2 separate regions of the Bactrocera dorsalis genome follow, and region 2 is linked to region 1. The links are chromatin contacts, called in public Hi-C maps. All regions are on one chromosome and are shown on one strand. Each heading gives the region's core, a stretch centred on a gene start, on an enhancer-like site or on the middle of the called end of the contact. The rest is flanking DNA. Distances are from core to core; before and after follow the strand shown.

Region 1 (6,194 bases), core at 1,127-3,626:
ATATGTATATGCATGTAAATTTATAAGGAAGCATTACTCAAACATTCAATGTATTTATAGGTATGTATATATGTATATTTATACGCATCTATACATATTATAAGTTCAACTTTATAATGCAAATGCGGTTAATTGAAATACAACTTCACAATTGTTCAAATTTTAATTGATATTATGAGGCTATGAGGTTCGAGCAACAGAGATCAACAAATAAAAATAAACAAATTACGCAATCGCATGGCGGCAAACCTTTTTGTTGGTAAACGTGGAACTCCGACGAATCGAATTTTTCGCTCGATCTATAGAGTAGACCCGGTGGGTAGTCTTTAAACACAAATGAATAAATTAACATAGGTGCGTGTGAGTATAAGTGCGTACATAGTAGGCTTAAGTGTATGTTAAGTATGTGTTTATTTATTTGTTTTTTTAGTTTAATAAATTCTTATTTAAATAAAATTAGACACAATAATGTTTTCGTTGTTATTGCCGTTAAGTGGTCGCCATTTAATATTTTAAAGTGAATAATTTTATTGAAAATTTTAGGACGATTGCCGCATTACTGACGCTACTTAATAATAAATAATAATAAAAATTTTTGGAAAAAAAATTAAAAAAAAAAAATATTTTGGAAATAAAAAATGTGAAAAAAATATTGAAAAAAAAAATTTGTAAAAAAAAAAAACAAAATTTGAAAAAACCAAATCTTGAAAAAAAAATTTTGGAAAATAAAATTTTGGAAAACAAAAATTTTGGAAAACAAAATTTTTGAAAAAAAACAAGTGTAAAAATTTATAATTTTACGATTTTACGATGCTTTACGACAGGTTGTGAATTGAACAATTGAAAAAAAAATTTCGAAAAAAAATTATTCGGAAATATTACAGTAATAATACGAGACAACTTTATAGTACATACAATTTTTGTTGTGGCGTTGCCACGTGTATATAATGAATTTCATTTAAGACCGCCAAATTACAAAAAAAAAAAATACCCAAAACCAAAAGCTACACGACCGTAAATTTATAAAATCTTATATAATACCGCTAAATATAAGCGCTGCTTGTTTGTGTAATTTTACAAATTATATTAATAACTTATATAATAAACATGCCAATGTTTGTACATAATTCCGTGCGTTTGTGCTTACGAAAATTTCGCTTATTTCATATCTTTAGTGAGGCGCAAATAATTAGATTGCTTAACTTGGTTGTGTTATCATCATAGATATGGTGGATATCGATGTAGTGTTATCGCGTTTGTGTGCGTGTGTGTGTTTGTACACCTGTACAAAAACAACAGTGCCATACCACTGTTGCCTATTCTTGACAACGCAATAAAACAGGTTAAAAATGCGGTAAACAAAAACCTTAAAACATAGATAACGGTAAGCGCGCGCAGGACGGCGGCAAATGCCAATGCGAAAACCTGTACGATTCAATCATTGCTGACAATAGAACGAAACAAACGCTAACACAGCAGCATAGCTAATTTGCTGAGAGCTCACGTCATCACACACAGCGACTAGCCCACCCCAACCGGACAAAAAGATATGTTTATTCGAAGAAAAATTTTCGCGCACATAATCAAAAATTTTCCAAAGCGCTTAAGCAATAATAATTTCGTAAAAGTATTTTAATACTATAACCATTTGTAAACAAACCATAAAATACGATTGGAAACTCACCTGGCGTTATCGGCTGGTATTCTTGTTGTGGCAGTAGGAAGCATGTCAAAACCTAAGCAGCAGCAATCAAGGGGGTAGAAGAGACGAAAATGAAAACAAACAAAACACACAATTATTAGTTACTCATTTATAAATGCGAAAAACGGGTTATTTAGAACTCCAAGCCGCAATACACAAGCCAAATCAAAAATGAAAACAAAGCAGAAAATATGTAAAGTGTAAATATTAAGAAATATTTACATGCAAACACAGCGTCGGTATGTTTGTGTGCGCAGTATGCCGACGCTATGGGTAATGAGGTTGCAACGAAAGCGCCGCTGGCAGCGACAAGGCGTAACTACTTCACGTAATTACGTTTGGCACGCGCATGCAGCAACAAAATAAAACGTAATCAGCGCACACTTCCTGCGGCGTGCTTCCCCCATTGCACAACAAACCCAACCGCTTAACAAGTAGAGATACAAACAAACACAAATACATATATGTATATACATATATCACGTACATATGTATATATAAATTTATCTGTATAAAAAGCGCCACTTATCCATCACTCTGCTGTGCTTGTGTACTTTGGCTTAGAGCGCGCATACGCGCCGGTACACTCACCTGTTCACCTGTTGCCTCATCTGTGTCCGGCTGGAACGTTAGCAGCGGCTGTGCCTGATTTTCCGATAACCAAACAGCTTTCAGCTGCAAATTAACCAAAGTGTATGGCAAGTACTGCAGCTGATTGCCCGACACGTCCAGCACATGCAACACCGTACAGTTGCCCAACTCTGGCGGCAGTCGCTTTAATTTGTTATCGCGCAAACTCAAAACGCCCAAATTTGCACAATTCCCTATCTCGGCCGGTAGGTATTCCAATGCGTTGCGATCCACGTTCAGGTTGCTCAATTTAGTCATTTGCCCAATCGATACGGGTAGCTCTGATAAGAAGTTTTCGGTCAATATCAGCTCTTGCATGCTTTCACAACTGGAAGAGATAAGGTAAGGCCGATGGGTTTATAAATAGTGCAATAATAGTGTAATGTTATAAATTTAAATGTATATATGTAAGTATAGAAATGTATGTGCATGCATAGCGGGAAATAGATCACAACAAGTGCGGTTAGTCAACCACGAAACCCCGCAGCAGACGGCAAATCATCAAGGTGACGTCAGCCACTGACGTACCTAAGGAGCTACATACGGGTACTTATACATATGTACATTCACATTGCATTTTAGCAAAACAAGGGTGAAATTGAAATTGCAAAGCCTAATATTTATGGCTGCGTAGTATAATAATCACACAAATACTGAATAATGCCAAGATCGCTTTCGATTATATTCGCCTTTTGGTTGAATTTTTATTTACATAAATCAACCAGCGGTGATTAATTTTGCATTTCATGGGAAAAGAAAGAAAAAAAGTTAAGTTCAACTGCATCGGCGCTATAATACCCTCCATGAGTGCACTTTTATAGACTAAAAATTTATAAAAGCACGCTTATCTTGATTTGAATCGATCAGTTTGTATGGCAGCTATATGCTACAGTAGTCTGATCTGAACAAATTTCTCAGAGATTTTAGCGCTACATTGGAGAATAATCTCTGCCGAATTTCGTGGAAATCCTTTGACAAACAAAAAAATTTTCTATACAGGGACTTGAGTTTAATAGATCGGTTTACAGCTATAGGCTGTGGTAGTTCAATTTGAGAAATTTCTTGCACCACTTTTCTGTACAATAATCTGTGGTGAATTTCGTGAAGATATGTCGTCAAATAAAAAAGTTTTCCATGCGGGGACTTGAGTTCGATGGATCCGTTTGTATAAAAGTCCGAAATAGTTGGTTTCGACAAATGTGCAGCTTCTTGGGAAGAAAAGGACAAGTGCACAATTGCAGATCGACATCTCGAAAACTGAGAAACTATTGAGTGTATATACAGATAGACAGACGGAGTCAACTTATTAAAGGAGGATTAGGTCATGTGTAGAAGTTCACGCAAGCGAGAAAAGTTCTCTGAGCGCTATTCACTTAGGAGTGGCCCGAAACGCAAGCAAGCTCACGACTCCGGTCTTAAACCAAGTATCCTCTAGATAGCCAAAAAACACCCGTTTGAAGGCGAGCAAAAGTGAGAAGACGAAACATCTCTTCCCAGAGTTGTGCGTTGGGTTCGGGACCCGCCGTAAAAAACACCCCCAATGTAATGTAGAAAACAGCCTCGGATAAAAAACCAAGGGAGCTAGAACCTCGTAAGCGGCTTCTACGTCAATAAAGAAGAAGAAGAAATCATAAACTAGATTCAACATTTAATAGGTGATAGATTTGAATAGTTTAATGGCGAGCCATAGATCCATAAAACTCCGCGGCGACACCGTTAATAAATAATAAAAAGCGAACGCACGACGACGGTCCACAAATATGACAAATATACGTATTTTTTGAGTGTACTTACCATCCTATAGTTGGATTCAGCTTCTGTAGACGATTCTGATCTAGTTTTAGAATTGTCAGTCTACTTAATTTGGCGACACCATCGGGCAGCGTCTCAAGTAAATTTTGCGCCAGATCTAAATCAGTTAAATTCACGAGACCACCGATTTCATTTGGTAATTTTTCCAGCCTGCAAAACAGAAAATACAAAAGTTTTATAAATATTAAAAAATATTTATACAAAAGTAATGACGCAAACATAAATATATACAAACAGAATAGGAAGTTCAAACAATCCAGCAATCAATGAACGAAACTTACCTGTTTTCGGAAACGTCAAGATATGTCAAATTGGTTAGTAGCCCAATTTCAGGTGGCAGCCTCTCTAACTGATTGTGATCGAGCCAGAGCTCGTGCAGACCGGGCAAGTAGCCCAAATAAGGTGGCAGTTCTTCAATTTCATTGTCGCCCAAATCTAATCTTTTAAGCTTCGTCAGTTGTCGTATCGATTCAGGCAGATGTTTTAATAGATTCTCGCGCAGCTCCAATGATTCCAATTGTGTTAAGCTGGAATTGAAACAGAAATATAAATGAGAATTACAATCAAGGTGTAATCGAAATTCGAACAAAAAAATAATCATAATTTACAGTCGAAAACTGTGCTATTATAATTTGAGTATTCCGTTTTATTACTTAAGTGTTCAATAAATCTGAAGTTTAATCTTATCTAACGGTTAATAATGTTTCATGTTTACAATTTTGTTTATAGTAATCAAAAATACATGTCAGTATAGTAATCGAAATATATCTTCAAATCGATGAAGTACTCGATTACTATGTCAATGTCAATTAGTATCAATACCCGTCAATGGTTATCGATAACAATCAACTTTGTGTTTAATTTAATATATTATTTGGAGAGACAAAATAACAACTTTAATGAGCTTGAACATTTAAAGAAATCTTACCTTCCGAAATCAACTGGTAATGTGGTAAGTGACATATCATTTAAGCCTAAAACTGTTAAATTTTTGAGTTGAGAAAACCCTGCTGGTAGTTTTGGAATCGGATTTGAGCTGAAATCAGCAACTTGCAGGTTTTGTAGGTGTTTAATGTCATCAGGAATGTCTGGAATATCTGTAAAAGACAGAAAAGAAAATGATAAACATTAATAATCAAAATTAATTGATAATTTTATATAATTCAATGAAATTATAGTATTATTAAATATTTAATTTTGTAAAGGCATGTCTTCTTCTTTAATTCTCATACACTTTAAGCTAAGGATTGACTTTTTTATTTGGTATTTGGTTCCCACTTTAATATTTCCGCACATGTCTATGCTATGTAGCCCACAAAGGACACATGCACGCGGATGTAAACCATTTAGCTTACCTCACTGAATAATTTTGCTAAATTCAGTATCGCTGCCGAAAATTTCTATTTTTATACCAACGCATTTAGAAGTGCTTGTGTGTACAAGAAACGATGGTAATAATGTGACCAAACACCATGTCATGTGGACATACAAAGATATTGATAAATATGTATGTAAATATGTAAGCACATAACTAGATTATGTAAGGGGGAAAATCACAACAAAGTTCCGATAATATGGTAAATATTTATCGATTTTTACACAATTTTGACAGCATCCAATAATCAGGCTTTGGCGGCGGAAAATGTGAATAACGTCTATATTTTGGTTTCTTCTATTCCATCCCAGTAATTTTAATATGAAAGAACGGAAGTCTTCGAGTTCGTCCATCTGGTAAGTTCTATGTACGGGTGCTACACGAGTTATTGAAAAAAACCTTTCATTTCCAATTACCATCCGCGAATCGCAGCTGAATCGAAAGAAGATCGATCCAGTTCTGAAGCGGATTGTTAGCGGTGATGAAAAGAAGCGTCAGCAAACGTTCAAATCGAGGTGAGCCGGCGACAGGAAAGTTTCGCTATCTGTTTGGTATGATTGGCGGGGAATCATTTATAATGAATTGGTTTCCTACGGCCAAACTCTTTATACGGATCTGCACCGACAACATTTAGACCGTCCAAAGAAAGCAGTCGCTCAGAAAAGGCCAGATCTG
Region 2 (6,194 bases), core at 2,114-4,613, 38 kb after region 1:
ATATTAGACCCATTTTTTGACTTAACCCGGGTTAGACCACAACACCTTATATATTTTCGTCCTATGGTTGATTTCAAAATCATGGTTAGATATTATAAATTAATAAAAATTAAATACGATGTGTTTCAAAATTAAAGCAAGATTAGAATTAAATACAGGGTGTCTCAAAATGAACGCAAGATTTAAATTTTCCCCCATTTATGTAGTCAACCCTAAAAAAGAAAAACCGTCAGCTAACAGTGTAGGCTTAGTAAAAATAGATTAACGTGTCTTCATTAATGAACAATAATAAAAGCTTAGCGGTCGCAGTTCGAAAATTTTAGACAAAACATGGTCAGAAGCGTGTTTCAACTTCGTCTATTGTGAAGAGATTTTGGAGTGGCTGCAAACTTAAGTCTTGTGTTAATTTCGGTACACCCTGTATAATTGTTTATATATATATTTATGTATATGACTTCATTTATATTACTTCCAACTGTTACTCTATTTTTTAAAGGCCTAGTGCTCTTTAGGCTGCCTTGTGAAGCTCTTACCAGATATTCGTTTTAATATGCCTCCTTGCATGATGAGAGAAAACAATGCGTTAAAAATCAGCTTTAGCTTTTCAACCTGCTGATATCAAAACTTTTTCGAGACCATACATAGAACTAATTTCAACAATCGCAAACAAATCGCTTTAGGTACTCATGACCGTTGCCCGTTATTTTTTACAGTGATAAATTCTGTTCTGAGATGATATAACACTGGTCTAAGTTAAGAATTTCTGTGGTCGTCGAATTAAAATTTTCACCTGCCCTGTGGGGAGGAATTTATGTGAAATTACTAGAGATCAAAACTTCAAAATCACTGAACCCCTTTTTACCTTCTGTTTCAAAATAGTATTCAATTTTTTTTAATATCCATATAATATTCTCAATTATAATTCTGAAACATAACACTGAAAAGCGCAAATCTTACTCCGCAAAGAGCTATGACATAACATGCCAATACTTATGTGCCTAGATTCCTATGAGTTCACCGGCCGGCTTATGACGCCACACGTTTCAATCCTACCATTGCTATTAAATGCAACTGTAGCTAGCTCAACAATAACAAGAAAATCTAGAAAGGAGAGTGGGTTAAAACGGCATGCATACCGACACAGACCAGCTAGCTGGGTGTTGGATATCGAAGTGTCGAGTGTGAAGTACCACACAGTTCACCTATCACACAAACATACGCAAACACGAACATATACAGTTGAAAGTTTCGTGCACACACGAGTGAGCCGCTGCACCAACCCATTCAAAGCGAAAGAGGCGTCGTCGCGAGTCAGCCATTGTAGCTAGCCAACCCAACATTTAACCATTTTTGCTATTGTATCTATTTTTAACCGGCGAACAGAAACTCACAGCAGCAAGTCGCTAAACATCTCCCAGCCTCGTCAGGCAGACAGGTAGTCAATGGACTGCTAAAATGGTGCACACGTATGTCTGTATGTACATATGTAGAATGGTAACAACGACGGCAGGCAGGGGCAATGGTACGCTAATAGAGCGGCGTTGTATTGATGATACGAAAGGCCATAAACGATTTCAGCCAAGAATTTACTGATTGCATACTGCAACCTGAACAGAGGGGATACCACTGGAGCGTATGTAACGGGTGATTTTTTTGAGGTTAGGATTTTCATGCATTAGTATTTGACAGATCACGTGGGATTTCAGACATGGTGTCAAAGAGAAAGATGCTCAGTATGCTTTGACATTTCATCATGAATAGACTTACTAACGAGCAACGCTTGCAAATCATTGAATTTTATTACCAAAATCAGTGTTCGGTTCGAAATGTGTTTATCGACAAATTTTGTTCAGCGATGAGGCTCATTTCTGGTTGAATGGCTACGTAAATAAGCAAAATTGCCGCATTTGGGGTGAAGAGCAACCAGAAGCCGTTCAAGAACTGCCCATGCATCCCGAAAAATGCACTGTTTGGTGTGGTTTGTACGCTGGTGGAATCATTGGACCGTATTTTTTCAAAGATGCTGTTGGACGCAACGTTACGGTGAATGGCGATCGCTATCGTTCGATGCTAACAAACTTTTTGTTGCCAAAAATGGAAGAACTGAACTTGGTTGACATGTGGTTTCAACAAGATGGCGCTACATGCCACACAGCTCGCGATTCTATGGCCATTTTGAGGGAAAACTTCGGACAACAATTCATCTCAAGAAATGGACCCGTAAGTTGGCCACCAAGATCATGCGATTTAACGCCTTTAGACTATTTTTTGTGGGGCTACGTCAAGTCTAAAGTCTACAGAAATAAGCCAGCAACTATTCCAGCTTTGGAAGACAACATTTCCGAAGAAATTCGGGCTATTCCGGCCGAAATGCTCGAAAAAGTTGCCCAAAATTGGACTTTCCGAATGGACCACCTAAGACGCAGCCGCGGTCAACATTTAAATGAAATTATCTTCAAAAAGTAAATGTCATGAACCAATCTAACGTTTCAAATAAAGAACCGATGAGATTTTGCAAATTTTATGCGTTTTTTTTTTTTTAAAAAGTTATCAAGCTCTTAAAAAATCACCCTATATGTATGTATTATATGTATGACGATGACGCCGCTCTCGCGCTATGGCAATAACTGCACTCGTAACTCTGTCAATAACAAAAATATTTCTGCGGCCACAATTGTGGTTGTCGTTGTTAATATGACCGCAGTTGGATTGCAGTGCGACAACATTCAAAAGCAAAGCCGGACCAAGTTGAATGCGCGCATGGGGTTCTGTCTAACCGACTCGCATGCCCACTAGAGCGTTCATTTTAACTGCTGCTGTCCGCATAGACTTCTAAAGACCGACTAAAGTGACGCCAAATTGAGGGAAATTGTGCGCGAACTTCAAGAACCGCGACCAGCTGGATTAGGAGCTCGAGAATACCAGTTGGATCAAATGAAAAAAAAAACAGATTATAAGTAAAAAAGAACATGTTCTAAAATCTTATCTCTCATTTACATTACTATCAAAACATTTCATATTTAAAAATCAAATTTTTTGCTCTCATATATAGTTTTGCTGCGTTCACACCCTACATTTGCATCGATAAAATTACTCAAAATAATCAGCATCGCCCTTCACAAAGCACCTTTCGAAGCGCATCGTGTAAACAAAGCTCAAAAGTGAATCACAGCGAACGTATCGCAACCCCAGGCCGTCCTTGCTGGCATGCTAGTGCAACAGGCGACGCGCAACAACAAACACATGCACCAACAGCAACAGCAACCACTAGTCACAACAATCGACGGCGAATAACATCAACAACATGGCATGCAATGCAACCGACGACAACAGACAGGCACAATCGTTTTCAACAGCAGCAACCCGGGCATGACGACGACGAGATGACGACGACGACGTTGCACGCAAATGGGAGAACATGAAAAGCAATACATGGCCACAGTGCAATATTTGCAGCGAAAGGGTAATATGACCAGTGATAATACAAGAGCATAGATAAATACTCGCAAGCTCAAGCGCCTATCTACACATATGGATGCATATATCGTACTATGCCTACATACATACATACATATATGTGTAAATATATACAGTTGTGAGGGCTGTGTGCTTGCATGCCCATGCATTCTCGTACCTGATTTACTCACTCGCACATTACTAATTCACTCAGTAAGCGTTTAATACCAAGTGCATTAAGCTACATACGCGTACATATGTGTGCACCTATGTATGTGTGTATCTGTGTATTTGAGTAAATCCTTAAAAGGCAAACGCACACCAGTGAAACTAAAGCAATATTGGCACATAGTCAGTATATTATGAAAATTGAAGCTTTTTACTATGAAATCAAGGGAATTTTTATTTAAAAATAATAATAATAATAATATAATAACTGTAAAAAATTAATTAAATATCCTTCACTAAACTATTATTAATGATGTGTGTTTTACACTGCAAAACCTGTCTAATTATTAACCTGTTGCATCCTCAATTTAATACGACTAATAGGACACAATTCTTTCAAGGACCGCAACAAGTAGATTGCGGTAGTGTTGGACAGCAAAATGCTGTTAAAATTCGCGTCAATCGCAGGCATTCTAAAGGATGATTACTCCTCATTGAACTCCATTTGGTTTCGCAAAGGACCAAACGGGTCTATGCTTGTCTCATTGGCCTACGAGATTAACCTAACCTAACCCATTAAACTGTCGTTTTGATCTGACTTATAGACACCAAAGTTCGGTCGTTGCCTGGGCATAATAACTTCTATAAAAATAGTATAATTAGTTACTTATTTGTGCATAAAGATTTATGCTTATCAGAACTGTTATTGACATATGGTATAATAGCAAACTACCAAGGTTTCACTAGGTTGTGTTAGGTCATGGTATTGATCTTCGCAACAAAGGTAAAGCAATATATTATTTGGTCATCCGGCAGCTGTAGTCCTTTGCGATTGCCCAAAGCTCCTAGATATATATTACCGGACCCTCTGCGAGGCAATATATGCATACCACAATTCACTAGATGTAAGGTATTTCTATCGAGGTATCATTAATGAATACTGAGAACACACTGTATTTAGAAGATGTCGCCTATCAACAAGAATTCATTGTACGAACTATGGAAAAGAAAGGAGTTTCTATCACCTCGTACGCTGATGATTACACGATATTGACGTCGGGCAATGGAATCGATGGCATGTGTTCAAAAGTAAACGGCTATCTCTCCAAACTTTCGCTTCCTTACTGCAAGGAACTTAATACTCTCCCCCGCTAAATCCACAGCGACCATATTTACAAACTGGACGAAGGAATTCAGACTTGATTAATGCTAAAATTTTAAATGACTTGACAGTTTGTGCTCATTCACTCCTCATACGACCGCGATTATTGCCAAAGTACAGAACCGCAACAAAATCCTTAAGTCGCTAGCCGGCAGCACGTGGGGAAAGGACAAAAAAATGCCGCACCAATATGGTCGCCTGGATACAGTGAAACGCAGACGATGAAGCTCCACACTTGTTAAAACACTGCACTCCGGACCATGACAGAACTACTCTCCAATCAGCATAAACACGTAAGATGTTGGAGCTTTAGCAGAAATCATCCTTGCAATCACCTGCTTTGAGCGGAACCGCCTCCTAGGAGCATTCAACTTTTGTAACGCTCTCATCCAAAAACCCGTTATTTGTTGGAACACCATTTTTTATAGCTGCCATATACACTGACCTATTAAAATTAACTTCTTATGTGGAAACCTTTTTTATATGACAAGATATCTTTACAAAAATTGTTATAGGTTAATTTCTAAGGCAATATCCGAAGAAATTTTTCGATTCAGCAACTACACCATAGAGCTATCATGCTTCACTGGACGATCGGAATCAAGTGCTTGTATGGAAAACTTTTTTATTTGACAAGATATCAAGAAATTTGGAATGGGTTATTTTTTAAAGTACCGGTACAATCTTGAAACTAATTGTTCAAAACGAACCACTATAACCTATAGCTGCTATACAAATCGATTGATGAAAATCAAGTTCTTTTCAAGGAATTTATATACATATTTGTGAATTAGTTAGTTTAATTGGCCCTATTTTCTCATATTTTTCTACCCTTTCGCGCCATCTCTCACCTTAATGGCATTTCCCCATACTATCTTGTATTAATTCAACTCGATCACCCTGTTGTTTTAACATGTAAATTTTGTGTAGAACGGCACAAAGAAACAGCGAATCGAAAACCGCTATTATCTTATATCGGATGATCACTTCAAAAATGAAATGGTAGAAAAAATGCTTTTAAATTTCAATAATGGAAACCAAGTAAGTAGCGATTGTGTCAAAAAAATTGGATAAATTTATAAGTCTAGTGATCTCAAAGAAATAAGTGTAATCGAAAGCTTGCTACCGTCCAAAGAGAATGTGAAGCGACAAACGCAAATCAAATTTCTATAAATGACAGAAAAATGCCTCTGTATTTATATTCTATATTAGAGGAGTATTAAATCAAATTTATTATTCCACAACCGGTTTTAATTTAATTTTGTTTGCTTTTAACAAGAAAGCTGAAAATAGATTGGAGTAATAGAAAATTGCCCATATAATTCACACAAACAACTGAAAAGCGCACAGTGTTACACAAATGTATACAAAAGTATAGCAAAACAAGTTTATAAACACAGATATCGAC

What was found. A called contact is a pair of places that touch in the nucleus more often than the background predicts.
Region 2: a Hi-C map of whole body shows a contact between it and region 1, with 6 times the contacts expected there. The contact joins two enhancer-like sites. A contact is called at or near these places in 2 of 2 Hi-C or Micro-C datasets (both in whole body).

The regions. Positions count from the first base shown.
Region 1 is chr2:7,359,250-7,365,443 of ASM2337382v1, forward strand. LOC105222614 (protein lap4) reads right to left here. Exons shown (of 33, transcript XM_049448498.1): 4 at 5,073-5,241; 5 at 4,426-4,671; 6 at 4,127-4,294; 7 at 2,294-2,660; 8 at 1,685-1,736; 9 at 250-324. Among protein-coding and RNA genes, the nearest start is that of LOC105222614, 45 kb to the right of the region's middle. Within about 2 kb of position 2,377, the one cell type or tissue checked has open chromatin away from gene starts, as enhancers often do.
Region 2 is chr2:7,396,133-7,402,326 of ASM2337382v1, forward strand. The region is part of intron 2 of LOC105222614 (protein lap4); the gene reads right to left. Among protein-coding and RNA genes, the nearest start is that of LOC105222614, 7.8 kb to the right of the region's middle. Within about 2 kb of position 3,364, the one cell type or tissue checked has open chromatin away from gene starts, as enhancers often do.